Regions from separate parts of the Mus musculus genome. Here region 2 is linked to region 1. A link is a contact called in public Hi-C data. All regions are on one chromosome and are shown on one strand. The core of a region is the stretch at or near the end of the contact, and the rest is flanking DNA. Distances in the headings are between cores, read along the strand shown. Region 1 has its middle 340 kb from the start of Abra. Region 2 overlaps Angpt1 (angiopoietin 1).

Region 1 (7,227 bases), core at 4,177-6,676:
CCATTCCTTGTGCCCTGCCTGTCCCGTGGCGCGTCATCTGGGCTGATAGTGGGCAGCCAGTCAGGGTGAGTCACGTCTCCAACCACTCTTGTGGGTTTTAAAAGGACTGAGTTTCCTGTGTTTGGGGTCTTCCTGAGATGTAAGCAATAAAGCTTTGCTGTAGAGGGATCTGGTTGTCCGAGTATGTTTTGCTGGCGAAACATTACAAGGACAAGACCATCCCATAGTTAGCCTCCAAACGATGACACCATTGCATACATTAGCAAGAGTTTGCTGAAAGGACCCTGATATAGCTGTCCCTTGTGAGACTATGCCGGGGCCTAGCAAACACAGAAGTGGATCCTCACAGTCAGCTATTGGATGGATCACAGGGCCCCCAAAGGAGGAGCTAGAGAAAGTATCCAAGGAGCTAAAGGGATCTGCAACCCTATAGGTGGAACAACATTATGAACTAACCAGTACCCCGGAGCTCTTGACTCTAGCTGCATATGCATCAAAAGATGACCTAGTCGGCCATCACTGGAAAGAGAGGCCCATTGGACATGCAAACTTTATATGCCCCAGTACAGGAGAACACCAGGGCCAAAAAGTGGGAATGGGTGGGTAGGAGAGTGGGGGGGGGGAGTATGGGGGACTTTTGGATAGCATTGGAAATGTAATTGAGGAAAATACATAATAAAAAAGAATATTTAAATTAAAAAAAAAGAAATTAGGGAAACAATTCCCTATACAATAGCCACAAATAGTATAAAATACCTTGGGGTAACTCTAACCAAACAAGTGAAAGACCTGTATGACAATAACTTCAAATCTCTCAAGAAAGAAATCAAAGACAATCTCAGATAATGGAGAGATCTCCCATGCTCATGGATTGGCAGGATTAACATAGTAAAAATGGCCATCCTACCAAAGGTAATCTATAGATTTAATCAATCCCCATCAAAATCCCAACACAATTCTTCAAGGACATGGAAAGAGTAATTCTTAAATTCATCTGGAAAGGCAAAACTCCCAGAATAGCTAAAACAATTCCTAACAATAAAAGAATGGCTGAGGAATCACTGTCCCTGCCCTCAATCTTCACTATAGAGCAGTAGTGATTAAAAACTGCAGCCAGGCGGTGGTGGCGCACGCCTTTAATCCCAACACTTGGGAGGCAGAGGCTGGCAGATTTCTGAGTTCGAGGCCAGGCTGGTCTACAAAGTGAGTTCCAGGACAGCCAGGGCTATACAGAGAAACCCTGTCTCAAAACAAAAGAAAACAAACAAACAAACAAACAAAAAAAACTGCATGGTGTTGGTACAGAGACAGACATGTTGATCAATGGAAAAGAATTGAAGACCCAGAATTAAAACCACATACTTAAGGTCACTTGATCTTTGATAAAGATGTCAAAAATATACAATGGAACAAAGAAAGCATCTTCAATAAATGGTGCTGGTCTGTCTGTATGTAGAAGAATGAAAATAGCCCCATACTTGTCACCTTGTACAAAGCTAAACTCCAAGTGGGTCAAGGACCTCACCATAAAACCAGATACATTGAATCTAATAGTAGAGAAAGTGGGAAAGAGCCTTGAACTCATTGGCACAGGGGTAAATTTCCTAAACAGAATTTCAATGGCTCATGCTCTAAGATTAAGAATTAATAAATAGGACCTCATGAAATTGGAAAGCTTCTGTAAGGCAAAGGGCATAGTAAATAAGACAAATAAGCTACCTACAGATTGGAAAAAAAATCTTCACTAACTCCACATCCAATAGAGGGCCAATATCCAAAATATATAAGGAACTCAAGAAGTTAATCACCAAAAAATCCAAACAACTCAATCAAAAAATGAACTAAACTGAGAATTCACTAAACTCAGGAATCTTGAATGGCTGAGAAGCACCTGAAGAAATGTTCAAAATCCTTAGTGATCAGAGAAATGAAATAAACGACCCTGAGATTCCACCTTTTACCCATCAGAAGAGCTAAGATCAAAACCTCACGTGCCAACACATGTTTGAGAGAATGTGGAGAAAGAAGAACACTCTTCCATTGCTGCTGGGATTGCAATCTGGTACAACTACTCTGGAAATCAATCTGGAGGTTCCTCAGAAAATTGGAAATAGATCTACCTGAAGACCCAGCTATACCACTCTTGGTAATATACTCAAAAGATGCCCTACCACGTCACAGGGGAACATATTCCACCATGTTCATAGCAGCCTTACTTGTGATAGCCAGAACCTGGAAACAACCCAGATGTCCCATGACAGAAGAATGGATATAGAAAATGTGGTTCATTTACACATTGTAATACTACTCAGCTATTAAGAATGAGGACATCCTGAGTTTTGCAGGCAAATGGATGGAACTAGAAAATATCATCTGAGATTACTCAGACCCAAAAGGACATGCATGGTATATTCTCTCTAATGAGTGCATATTAGCCAAAATAAAGTACAGAATACCCAAGATAGAGTCCAGCACAATTGAAAACAGGGGATAAAACAAAACAAAACAACATCAACAAAAAAGAAAAATTTCTCAAGACATAAAGTGCAATAGATATGAGAGATACGAGAAATAGTTCTCATCATTAGCCATCAGGAAAATATAAATTAAAACCACAATTAGCATATAGTTGTTATGACAACTATTATTATAGATAATAAGGCTAATGAGGGTGAAACCTAATGGAATTTCCCCCATATTGCCATCAATCTAAAACTAGAACTGATATCAAATACAGCAGATACACCTCTTAGAGAATATGTCTTAAAGATGCTAATTATCTATGTGTACATACATATTTCTTATTTGGTTTCTGCATTACTCCCTATGAAAGATAATATGTCAATGAACGGAAAAAGAATTAGAATATAAACAAGAAAGACATAAAACAGAATTTTAAACGAAGAAACCTACCGTTCACAATTGTAAACATAAGCCTAGAAGACATCGCCATAAATGAAATAAACTAAACACAGAAACAAACAGGCAAACAACAACCAGGGCATGACATTTCTTTGTGTAATGAAAAACTGTTGAATCCATAGCAACAAAATGTATAAGAATGATTAATAGCTGAGCAGATTTAAAAATGAAGTAATTTGGGCCAAGTGGATAAAAGTAGTAGATATATTGGGTGAATAAATATATATTTCATGTACATTATAAGCACTAAAGTCAATATCATATTACATCAGGAAAAGTATCAAGATATTCTATTTTAGATGTTCTTCTTATAGACAGATACACTAAATGAATAATTAATAAAAGGTTATAGTTCGAATAACTTTAATAATGTTAGCAAGCATTTCAATGGATAGATAGCTAGTAGATGGCAGATAGATAGGTATGACATCCTTTAATGTAGTTTATGAAACAATGAGGGTAATTTTTAAGAAGGATTTTAAGTTAAAAGTTCAGTCAGGATAGGAAGGAAGGAAGCACCATGGTGTGGTAGGTAAGGTATAGAAAAAGAACTAAAAACTATTTGGATCAATTTACTATTCTATGGATTTATGACATGTTCCAAAGTGGATAATTGCAAATATTGCCTCATATCTTACCTAATCAACCGTTGATGGCAAGCTCTGTAGTCATGAGGTTAATCCCAAGTCACTGTAAATCAAGTGGAATGCAAAGAACAGAGGGGTAACTTGATGCAGAAATACCTCCTGCCCTTTTCTGAACCACATTCAATGAAGTCTGGTATTCTAATATAGAGAATTATGTGCTTATATGACTACTAATAAAGATATCTTTCCCAGTATCATGATTCAAAACAATTTTTTTCTCATGTTAATCAAGAAAATTCAAAATGCTTAAGTGTTTGTTGACATCCCCACTAACGGCATATATGGAAATGCTTATGAGGACTGCTGGCACATGCTACTGAATACCAGTGTTAACCTCAACCTATGGACACTTGTCAGCTTGAAGAGTGAACTGTGTATACCTGCTGGGATTGCCATGGTGATTAACTCCACTGACCCTTTCATCAGTTCCTATTTTTCAGGATTTGGAGTTCAAAGGAAGGCCTACACTTTAGTCCATTACAAAGAAGCAGAGGCTCCGCACCCTGTGCTAAGCTTTCCTGGATTGCTTCTACATGCCTAAGAAGCGGTGCATACTCAAAAGATATTTTCTAGGTTTCCATTTGACTTTTACTTTTCCTGCGAGTCTCCGCAGCACACGAACCATCTCCATTTTAAGTTTTAAAGGCTATACAAATATGTGTTGAACCAAGATTAGGAAAAAGGTAACTATACAAATACTATAGATAAAGTTCTCTTCTCATCCTGCCTCTTGTTAGTATATTATATATTATATAAATATATAATAGTGTATTATAACAGAGCATGTTATAATAATAGCACTGGGAAACATCCTTGTACTATTTTTTTAGGGGTGTCTTCCTACTTGTAGTTTGTGCTTGTACAACTTTGTGTGTTGCTAAAAAATATTTACATAAATTTATAAACCTCTAAACTTGACTTGCCAGCAGTTTCAAATTTACGGAATCTTTAACATTCTACTAAGAATTGAATTTCATGTACAGACTGTGGGCATAGCATGTAAAATGAAATATATATATTAGCATTAAGCAGGTTGGTGCAGAAGTAGAAGAAGGTGGTTCATGTGGGCAATATACCTCCCTTGGGTCCAATCCTGGTTAACTTAAGCCTTACAGCTAATAGGTCTTATCACAGTCTGTGACATGGAACTGGCCAGAGGCCCAGATCCAGAGCATTTAATTGGATGAATGACGATTAATCTGGAGACAATATAAATCAAAGGATTCAAGGAATGGGGCTGTTCTGTTCATCACAAGTGGCATCTTTGGCAAATTAATAACCCCCACTCTCTCAGCACAGACAAATCGAGTCCTGTTAATCTTTGTGCAAGGCTCAACATAAGAAAAGGTTTGACTTTCCAGGATGCCCAGCCTCTGTGGCCCAGCCTTACTGAAAGGCAGATGTAACATAATCTGTGAGCCAGCAGATGTCGTACATACATTGTTCATTATTTGCTTTGTCCAAGTACAGAGCAAGCACTCGGACGAAAGAGGACCATTGCTGCAGCAGTTAAGTAATTCAGAGGATTCTACTCTGAGTAGTGTTGAAGTTGCTGGTAAAATTTACTTCCTCTAAAAGTGTATGAGTGGTTCATGAAAATAGCTTCATTCATAGGAAGCATTTTAAAAAGTGAAACATAATAATTGCTTTTGTGACTGTTCAATTTTTCTGCCAATATTTTTTAATATTTAATTTTCCCTAAGATGATTTTAATTTTAATTCATGTCTGATTGCTTTCCATTTAGTCACGACTTGCTAGTTTCTAAGAATACTGAGTTAAATGAGATTTCCCCTCTCAGTGACATGGCTTCAGAAATAAGCTGACTAACAGAAGTCAACTACGGTGTTGTCTAGGGTTAGGGCCTCTGGAAAGAAATACTGAGATACACTATGGGTGAGCACTTGTGAGGATATGGTGAAGGGAACAGAATTAAGCAAAGGGAATGGCCAATGAATGTAATATTTTGCCAAAATACTAGCCAGTACAGTGGGGCTATTGGAATACATACATATTCTTTAGGACCTGACCCACATTAGCCAGGTGATTAAAATCTCTCATTAGCCAATTGCTGGATAGGTTTTCCTGTGTGCTGGATGCTATCTTCGAGAATCTGTAGGACCCTGGCCGAGCTAGAGTGGCCAAAGAGTTGAGCTCTCTGAAAGGGAGAGGGAGTTGGGTCAAGGCAGGCTGCTGGGTCTCTTCTGGCCACCACTGTTCTAGCATAAGTGGCACACAATGGGATGATAGTGACCAACAGGGCTCAGTGGGACAGCAGGGAGTACCAGGTGGTTAGGAGCTAAGGTTGGGGCCACAGAGATGGAAGTGACTGTGGTAGGTTCAAACAGCTTCCAACTACAAAAGCTTCATGAAAGAATTCACTTCCCCAAAGTGTTACACCTCTATCTATGACAGATGCTCTCAGATCTTTGATGAAATAGCACACGCACTTTATTCCTTGTGGACAGGGTCTTTTATACATTTTGGGGTGGGTTGGGGTCTAAAAGGAGATGCTTCCTATTTGCTTGGTCTGAGATGTTAATGATGCTTCATCTGCATGTAAAGGCGCTTCAGGCACTGCCCTACAGGACTGATTGTCAGTATCCTCTTCGTGGGGTGTCATGGTCACCTGTTCCAGGACAGGAACCTGGCTGGGAGTAAATAAAATGGCTACTGTTCTTAGGTATGAATGCACTGGGGTTTCTTTTTCTTTTCTTTTTTTTTTTATGTTTTTACATAAAAAGAGTTTACTTATAGAAATATACCCAAGAACACAATTAGACAGATACAAAATATAATTTCAAAGCTATTAGAGCCCAACAAATTTAAAATGATGTAATGCAAACATCAAAGCAAGCTAACAACAAAACAGTAAGTTAAAAAAGGAATCAGAGAATCATCTAGCTAAATCTATGGTTACTATGTGAGTCAAAATACAGGAGAGTCCAAACACTTTGTGGCTCAGCTCAAGAAAGTTACTATAAGGTTATAATGAGAAACTCCTGAATCTATGGGTTTTTATTTTGTTTCATTTTATTTATTTTTTTATTGGGCATTTATTTCATTTACATTTCCAATGCTATCCCAAAAGTCCCCCACAGGCTCCCCCACCCACTCCCACTTCTTGGCCCTGGCGTTCCCCTGTACTGAGGCATATAAAGTTTTCAAGACCAATGGGCCTCTCTTACCACTGATGGCCTACTAGGCCATCTTCTGATTCATATGCAGCTAGAAACATGAGCATCGGGGGAGGGGGGTATTGGTTAGTTCATATTGTTGTTCCACCTATAGGATTGCAGATCCCTTCAGCTCCTTGGGTACTTTCTCTAGCTTCTCCATTGGGGGCCCTGTGATCCATCCAATAGCTGACTGTGAGCATCCACTTCTGTGTTTGCCAGGCCCCGGCACAGTCTCACAAGAGACAGCCATATCTGGGTCCTTTCAGCAAAATCTTGCTAGTGTATGCAATGGTGTCAGCGTTTGGAAGCTGATTATGGGATGGATCCCCGGATATGGCAGTTTCTAGATGGTCCATCCTTTCGTCTCAGCTCCAAACTTTGTCACTGTAACTCCTTCTACGGGTGTTTTGTTCCCAATTCTAAGAAGGGGCAAAGTGTCCACACTTTGGTCTTCGTTCTTCTTGAGTTTCATGCGTTTAGC
Region 2 (6,610 bases), core at 3,779-6,278, 310 kb after region 1:
AGAATAATCTACATTTTTACCCATGTTCTCTGGAAACAGACTAGAATCATTATCTGGGATTAACATTGAGGCTGCCTGTATCTAACTCTTGCAACAACAGCCAGTATTAACTTCTTCTTGTTCTCCTTTGCCTCTAGTCTACATTATCACAGAGCAAAAATCCTTCATGAAAACAAGTCAGATCACGGCATTTGCCATGTTGAATATGCTAATGGACCCTCTCTTCAGTTGGTTTACATTTGTAAGGACTTAGTTTTGTAGTAACATATTTTTTACTCTGTGATCTCTTAGTTCTTGGATATCACTTCTGTCCCCCATCTGCCACACTATGCTCCATCTACTGTCTTTTTGTCAATTCAATTTGCCAAATCCTTTTCACCTCAAGGTCTTTGTACCTGCACTTCTGTCTGGTTGAAATTTCCATCCCATCCCATCTGACGAGTTAGCTTGTTTTCATACTCAAGGCATGCTTAGAAGTATGTTCTGGCCATGCCTAGAAAAACATCTACCTCCGTGCTCTCCTGTAGTTCACCCATCTTGCTTTCCTTCTGGAATCTCCATTGCTGAAGATGATTCTTCTTTTTTATCCATGCTATGTTTTTCTGCTACACTATGATTACACAGGGCCTGCACTGCTGTGTCCATAGTCCTGCAGAACAAAGTCATGCCCACTGGAATATTCAACTATGTGCTGGCAGTGCACAATGGGTTGTTTGCAAGTCAGATACTGATTATGGAAGGTAACAGCCCCACAGGCATAGTTACACTCTTACAGGCCAAATTTGAATTATTGGGCATGGAAGAAGAAAGCAGACCTATCTTAGAGATCCAGGCTAAGGGCTGGTCAACTTAGTTTAAGCACAAATGCCAAACTCTTCTCTTTTCCCATCAGCTTGACTCTATTGCTGCTTTATTTCAAGTCACTCCACTGATGTTTTCAAACAGGCTTGAAGTTCAAATCTGGGCATGCAGGGGAACTGTAGAAAACTATGATAAATTGACCACTGCCTTGCATGAGTCTATGAAACTTACTGTTGGCAATAACTGAAGTATTCCATTAAAATGACAAAAGACATTTCCTTCTTAGCTTAAACACATCCCAAAAGCACATCCCTGGGAAAAAATGTTTAAGAGGAAAGGGGAGAAAAGGAAGAAAGGAAAGAGTGAAGAATAAACGCAATAAGTCCCTAAGGACCAGTGTCAAAGCTTAAATTTCCCAGAGTTTTCCATAGGCTGAGGAAAGTAAGATCTGAAATGGAGGATTTATGTAGTTTAAAGAGCTTAGCTATTTAAAAAAATAAAATAAAAAAATAAAAAGTATTCACTTTCTAGAGAAAGTGAGGTAAGAATTTTCAGACAGCTTCTTGTAATGCTTTTAAGAGTATTTCATTTCAAATCCACACTAACTGAAAGGTAGTTATTGAAAGGAAATACAGAAACCACAAAATAAAATACCTTTTTTTGTAGCACATTGATCTCAGGGCCATTGATTTACTGTGGGTTTTTTTGTTTGTTTGTTTGCTCTCTCTCTCTCTCTCTCTCTCTCTCCCTCTCTCTCTCTCTCTCTCTCTCTCTCTCTCTCTCTCTCTCTCTCTCTCTTCATAGAGGAAAGTGAACATCTGGGATGGAGTGATATGGCCCCTAGTATCCTGCCCACATCACACACCTTACATTACTAAGAGCAAGATGATGATTTTTCTCTGCCTCTTGATGAGATGCCATATGAAGTGAGCAACAGTTTCCTTAAGTGGCTCTGCTTCTTACCTCAGCTCAGGAAATCCTTAACACGGAGTGACTTCTGGTTTAAACAAGTAGAAGTGTTGGAAAAACAAATCAAAAGGTATGCCAAATAAACACTCTGGCAATCCCAGAATATGAGAGATGATCGAATGGTTGTCTAAGTAGCTTAAATATGTTATTCTTAAGTGGGGAGGGAGCCAGAAAGAAAAGAGACACCCAAGTTTACTGAGCCCATCAAACTTGGAAAACAAATTATCTGCAAAATCACTTGAAAAATTAAGGAACCTTGGAAAAATATTGTTAATATAGGTTATAGTAATAGATATTTAATACTGTATAAAATTATAATGTATTATATTTATGTCATATATGTTTATATTAACCATCCATATCAGTATTTGTAATGTTCATAGTAACCTCATTATATTTGAATATAATATATATCGAATAATATATATTGAATATTAATATATACCATTTATAACCTAACAATGTAACTTTGTGCCATATTTAAAATATAATAACTGCATGTGGCTATGGAATTTGGTAAGTACAGTACTTTTTAAAACATGCAGATATTGTAGGTTGAATTATCTTGTTTATTAGAGTGAACTATGTGGCTTCTCTAAATTTAGAGTCTCAGTTCTTCCTTAAAAGTAACTAAGAACCCACAGCTTCTCTGCCTAAGAAAATGCCATTTTGACCATTAACTACTGCTACAAACTGTTGCCTTTCCAGGCATCCTGACGTCTTCAGTTTGTGGCAGCTGATGGCATCATCTGATTTCTCCTTATTATACAGATCAAATTATCACAATAAGGCAGGAAGGGGCTAAATTTATCATGTTCTTCAGAGTACAAAAACCTACATTGGGATGATTACTCCTGCAGCCCAATCTTTTTCAGTAGCTTACTTTTCTTTGAAGTCATACTCAGCCCATCAGCTAAGTTTTTAGTTATATTACTACCAACACAGCCTTGGGTTAAAATCCAAATATATTACAATCAGGGTTGTTAATTACTTAATTAGAACTTACTAAGGTTTTGATATACATCATGTTCTACTCCAAATCCCAGTGATAGAGCTTCAAAGGAGGAAAGAAAATCCTTACTTTCCAATTAACATGTGTTTGAAGAACTAGTTAGATTTTTTTTTTTTTTCAGTCAGTAGCCAAGTAGTAACTATCTTAGCTTGGTGAGCTGTCATTATTTGGATGTAAAATGTTCCCAAAAGGTTCATGTGTTTGAACATTTGGTCTCCAGCTGGCAATGCTGTTTTGGGGAATTATAGAATCTTTATGGCTTGGGGCCTCAGTGGAAGAAATGGATCCCTACGGGTAAGTCTTCAGGTTTGTAGCTTGTCTTATTTGTAGTGTAGCCTCAGACCTTTCTGCTTTCTGATATAGTTAAACGTGAGCATTCACAGCTACACACTCACAATGTGGCCTTCCCCACATCATGAATTTTGTACTCTCAAACTGTAAGCCAAAATAAATTCTTACTCCCTTAAGTTGTATCTGTTACATATTTTGTCACATTAACAGGGGAGGGGGAGGGAGGCAGAAACCCTGATCTCTAGGGCATGTTGTCTTTACTATAACTCTGGCATTACCACCCCGATGTGAGAACAGTAACACAGCCACACACAGCATATGCATAGATAAATGTGGTTGTGTTAATGCAGCTTCAAAAAAGAACACTTGTCAAATTGAGCCAACATTTTCTGAATCGTCATCCAGCACTTTATGCAAATTAATTACCAATGTATTTTCCTTATAAGACCCTCTCGCTAATTTATTTCACCATCATTTCAGCTAGTTCAAGGTTTAAAGTTTATTCGAATGTCCTATCAAGGAAGACAGTTCAATTTTTAGAGTCAGCCTTTGACGGTAGACATAAGAAGAAACTTATGTCTACCGTCTTATCTAAGAAAGATGTGCTCTTTCAACAGACTACTTCTGAACTGCTTCAAGTTTCTAACTGTGCTGTTGTGATCCATGAAGTTATAGTCCTTAGTGACCTCTGAGAAGCAGAAGGGAAGTGGGATTAAAGTGCAGGGGATTTATTAGAGCAAATGTCTATGGAGGGAAACTTAGTGGGAGGAGCCAGAGATGGTCTTCAGATTGAGGTCCAGGCTTTACCCCAGTGAGGAAGAGAGCAGGCAAAAGGAGTACTCAGTGGAAGTCTTAGTCCTCAAGACAGCTGTAATTATATGCAACAGGCGATGGGAAAACACTAGCCAAAGTCATGTGTCAGCAAAGTTCTAAAGCTCCTGGGAAGGATGCTAAGTATCCTGCCACAGTGAGTCATTGCTTAGAAATGGCTGTTGAGAATTGTGGTCTCTGCACCAATACCTGATGGGCTTGAGACTACAGCAGCTGGGGTCCCTGTTCAATCAGACTTCCCACAACAGCATACTCAAAAGGTGTGTTTTAAATGTGACAGAAATTGGAGAAAGAGACTTGATCTAGAGACTTTATACCACCTTAACTCAAAGACAGTGAACATAAGGACTGCTTATTGTGACATCTTGCCCCATGGAAATATGCAAAATACATCTGTTCAAATGACATTAAATTCTGTTTCTAATACCATAGTGCTGGAACTATTGGAGACTGGAGGAAACTTGAGATAGCTGTCTGAAGACATTCCCTACAGTTGACACAGCTGGCAGCTGGCAAGGACAGCTTGAAGGCTGCATGTGATGAGGTCACTGGCACCTGAGAGAATGAATGGTGTATGTGTGGGAAGGGGGAGACTGCCATTCCCATAAGCAGCAAAGCCATGGTATTACATATAAGAGGCGCTCAGTAGTTTTAAGAGTATTGCTCTGAGCTAAATCTTGTTCTCTGTTTGCACCCGTTGATGATAATTCCATAATCTTAAAGAAAAAAGCAGAACCACAGGAGAGAGATCAGCACTGGTAGAAAGATACTCGTCATGCAGATTTTGACACCAGACTGCTTCACTTTAAATTCTCACTTTAATGGTCACTAATTCTTTCATCTGAACCGACTTTTTGCATCATTCTTTATTTTAGTTTCCTCATCTTCCAACAAGGAATGAAAATATGACATACTTTATAGGACGTATTTGCTGATACTAGTTAATATGTGTGTAAGATTAGACTGAGGCAAGGGGACAATTAAAAGTAGAACTTAATTTGGTTTGTTGATCTGATAAATTCTCTCCCTTGACACCAAATTTGCCTGAGGACAAAGTGAGAGTGAGATTGCACAACAGGAGGGGCACATGAATAATTCATGATCCTCACTCCTTTATGAAAAAGAGGAACTTGGAGAGGAAGGGATGTTTGCAGATACTGATGTGTCTGAATGAGTGCTGTTCTCCACTGAGATAGGGAGAAGGAAAAGGCTTTCTCTGGTTTCAATTTCTCATTAGCACGCCCATGGCCAGCAATCTTTTCTAGAGGTGCTCATCCCAGGACCCCTTTTCTGATTATAATGTTCATTGGGTGTAGGGATTCTTTATGCCCTGCAGCAAAACCAAGGCCTTCCTACTGCCTTTGAAAGTACAAATCTAGAAGGTCAACAGAGGACTAGTAAGCAATAAGGAGCTTATCTTTATAAGATCATCATGTGAGAGCCAGGGTGCACAACGGGGCAAAGCTCTTGCTACATGATCCTCAGATTCTAAAACAGCCTGAAGTCAATTTTCAGGAAAGGAAACCACAAAAGTGTGAAACCGAGTTAGGAGGATATCAGAGCAAAATACCAGAGCAAACATGGACTGAGTAGAAGGCTCCTTCAGCTCTTGAGTGAATCATGTAAAGGCACTGAGTATTCATTTTGTAAATGACTCTGTGGCAGGAACAGGGTGCACTTTCATGGTTAGGTTGAAGCAAAACACACACAAGAGTTCAAATATACACCATGTGGATGCACACTTGATAAAGAAAAGTTTGGAGTGTAAACACCAATGACTGCCACATGTTCAAAGGAAGATGAGAAGAATGCAGGGGCTTCACTTTGTAAAGCACAAGGAGGCCTGTCTGAGCATTCTCTTGTCTAATTGACTCTGGTTGATAATTCTGAAGGATTTGTGATTAATTTTGAGTTTGTCTATCCTAAAAATATTCTTGCTATATCTAGTAAACTTTAATTGGCCTTTATGATGAATTTTCACTGTTTATGATGAATTTTCAGAGTTCTATTTTCTCTTTATTCATTGCCTTCTCTGTATTATCTTTCAGAAAGTACATGTTTCCCAGTCTTTGGAACATAGAATAAATTGCTACTTTTAAAAACTTGCAAAACAAAAATCTTTACAGATTGAAGATTAAAATATTGACAAGACTTTTTTTTTCTCCACCACATCAGTACTTCCTTGATGAGAAAAGAATAAAAACAATATCAGAGAAGGTTTTGGAGTGACATAAAAATAAATAAAGATCCTTGCACACACACACACACACACACACACACACACACACACACACACATACACACACACACACACTGGAGTCCTCTCCTTCTCCATGAATTCTGAATTCTGAGACTTGAAATCATGTCCGTAAGCTTGGTGAAAAGCACCTTACACGATTGAACCATCTCACCTGCTAGTGTTTCAGGGTTGGAACTTATGAAACTGTTTGTTGCAGGAAGTAAGCATTTGGCATTAGATAAAGTAAAAAAAAAAAAAAAAAGAACAAAACAAACACTTTCATTGTGTGTAATATAGGAAATCAATATTTTATAAATGAGCATGCTTGCTTTACATGATTATAAATGAGTCAATACATATCATGTTGTTCAGTTATGAGATCTAGTTGCCATTCCCTATATTTCCTGTATATCTGATAGTGGTCTACAGAAAAAAAAAAAGTGTTCTTCAAAATCCAGGCAATTTAT

Evidence for each region. Hi-C and Micro-C count contacts between places; a contact is called where the count stands out from the background.
Region 2: a contact with region 1 is called in a Hi-C map of the G1E-ER4 cell line, with 5 times the contacts expected there. The contact joins two enhancer-like sites.

What each region holds. Positions count from the first base shown.
Region 1 is chr15:42,202,640-42,209,866 of GRCm38.p6, forward strand. No RefSeq gene overlaps it. Among named protein-coding and RNA genes, the nearest start is that of Abra, 340 kb to the left of the region's middle. Within about 2 kb of position 5,427, at least 6 of the 459 cell types and tissues checked have an H3K27ac peak or open chromatin away from gene starts, as enhancers often do. A contact at or near this core is called in the G1E-ER4 cell line, where this site is marked.
Region 2 is chr15:42,515,898-42,522,507 of GRCm38.p6, forward strand. All of the region lies in intron 2 of Angpt1 (angiopoietin 1), which reads right to left. Among named protein-coding and RNA genes, the nearest start is that of Gm41313, 150 kb to the right of the region's middle. Within about 2 kb of position 5,029, at least 45 of the 459 cell types and tissues checked have an H3K27ac peak or open chromatin away from gene starts, as enhancers often do. A contact at or near this core is called in the G1E-ER4 cell line, where this site is marked.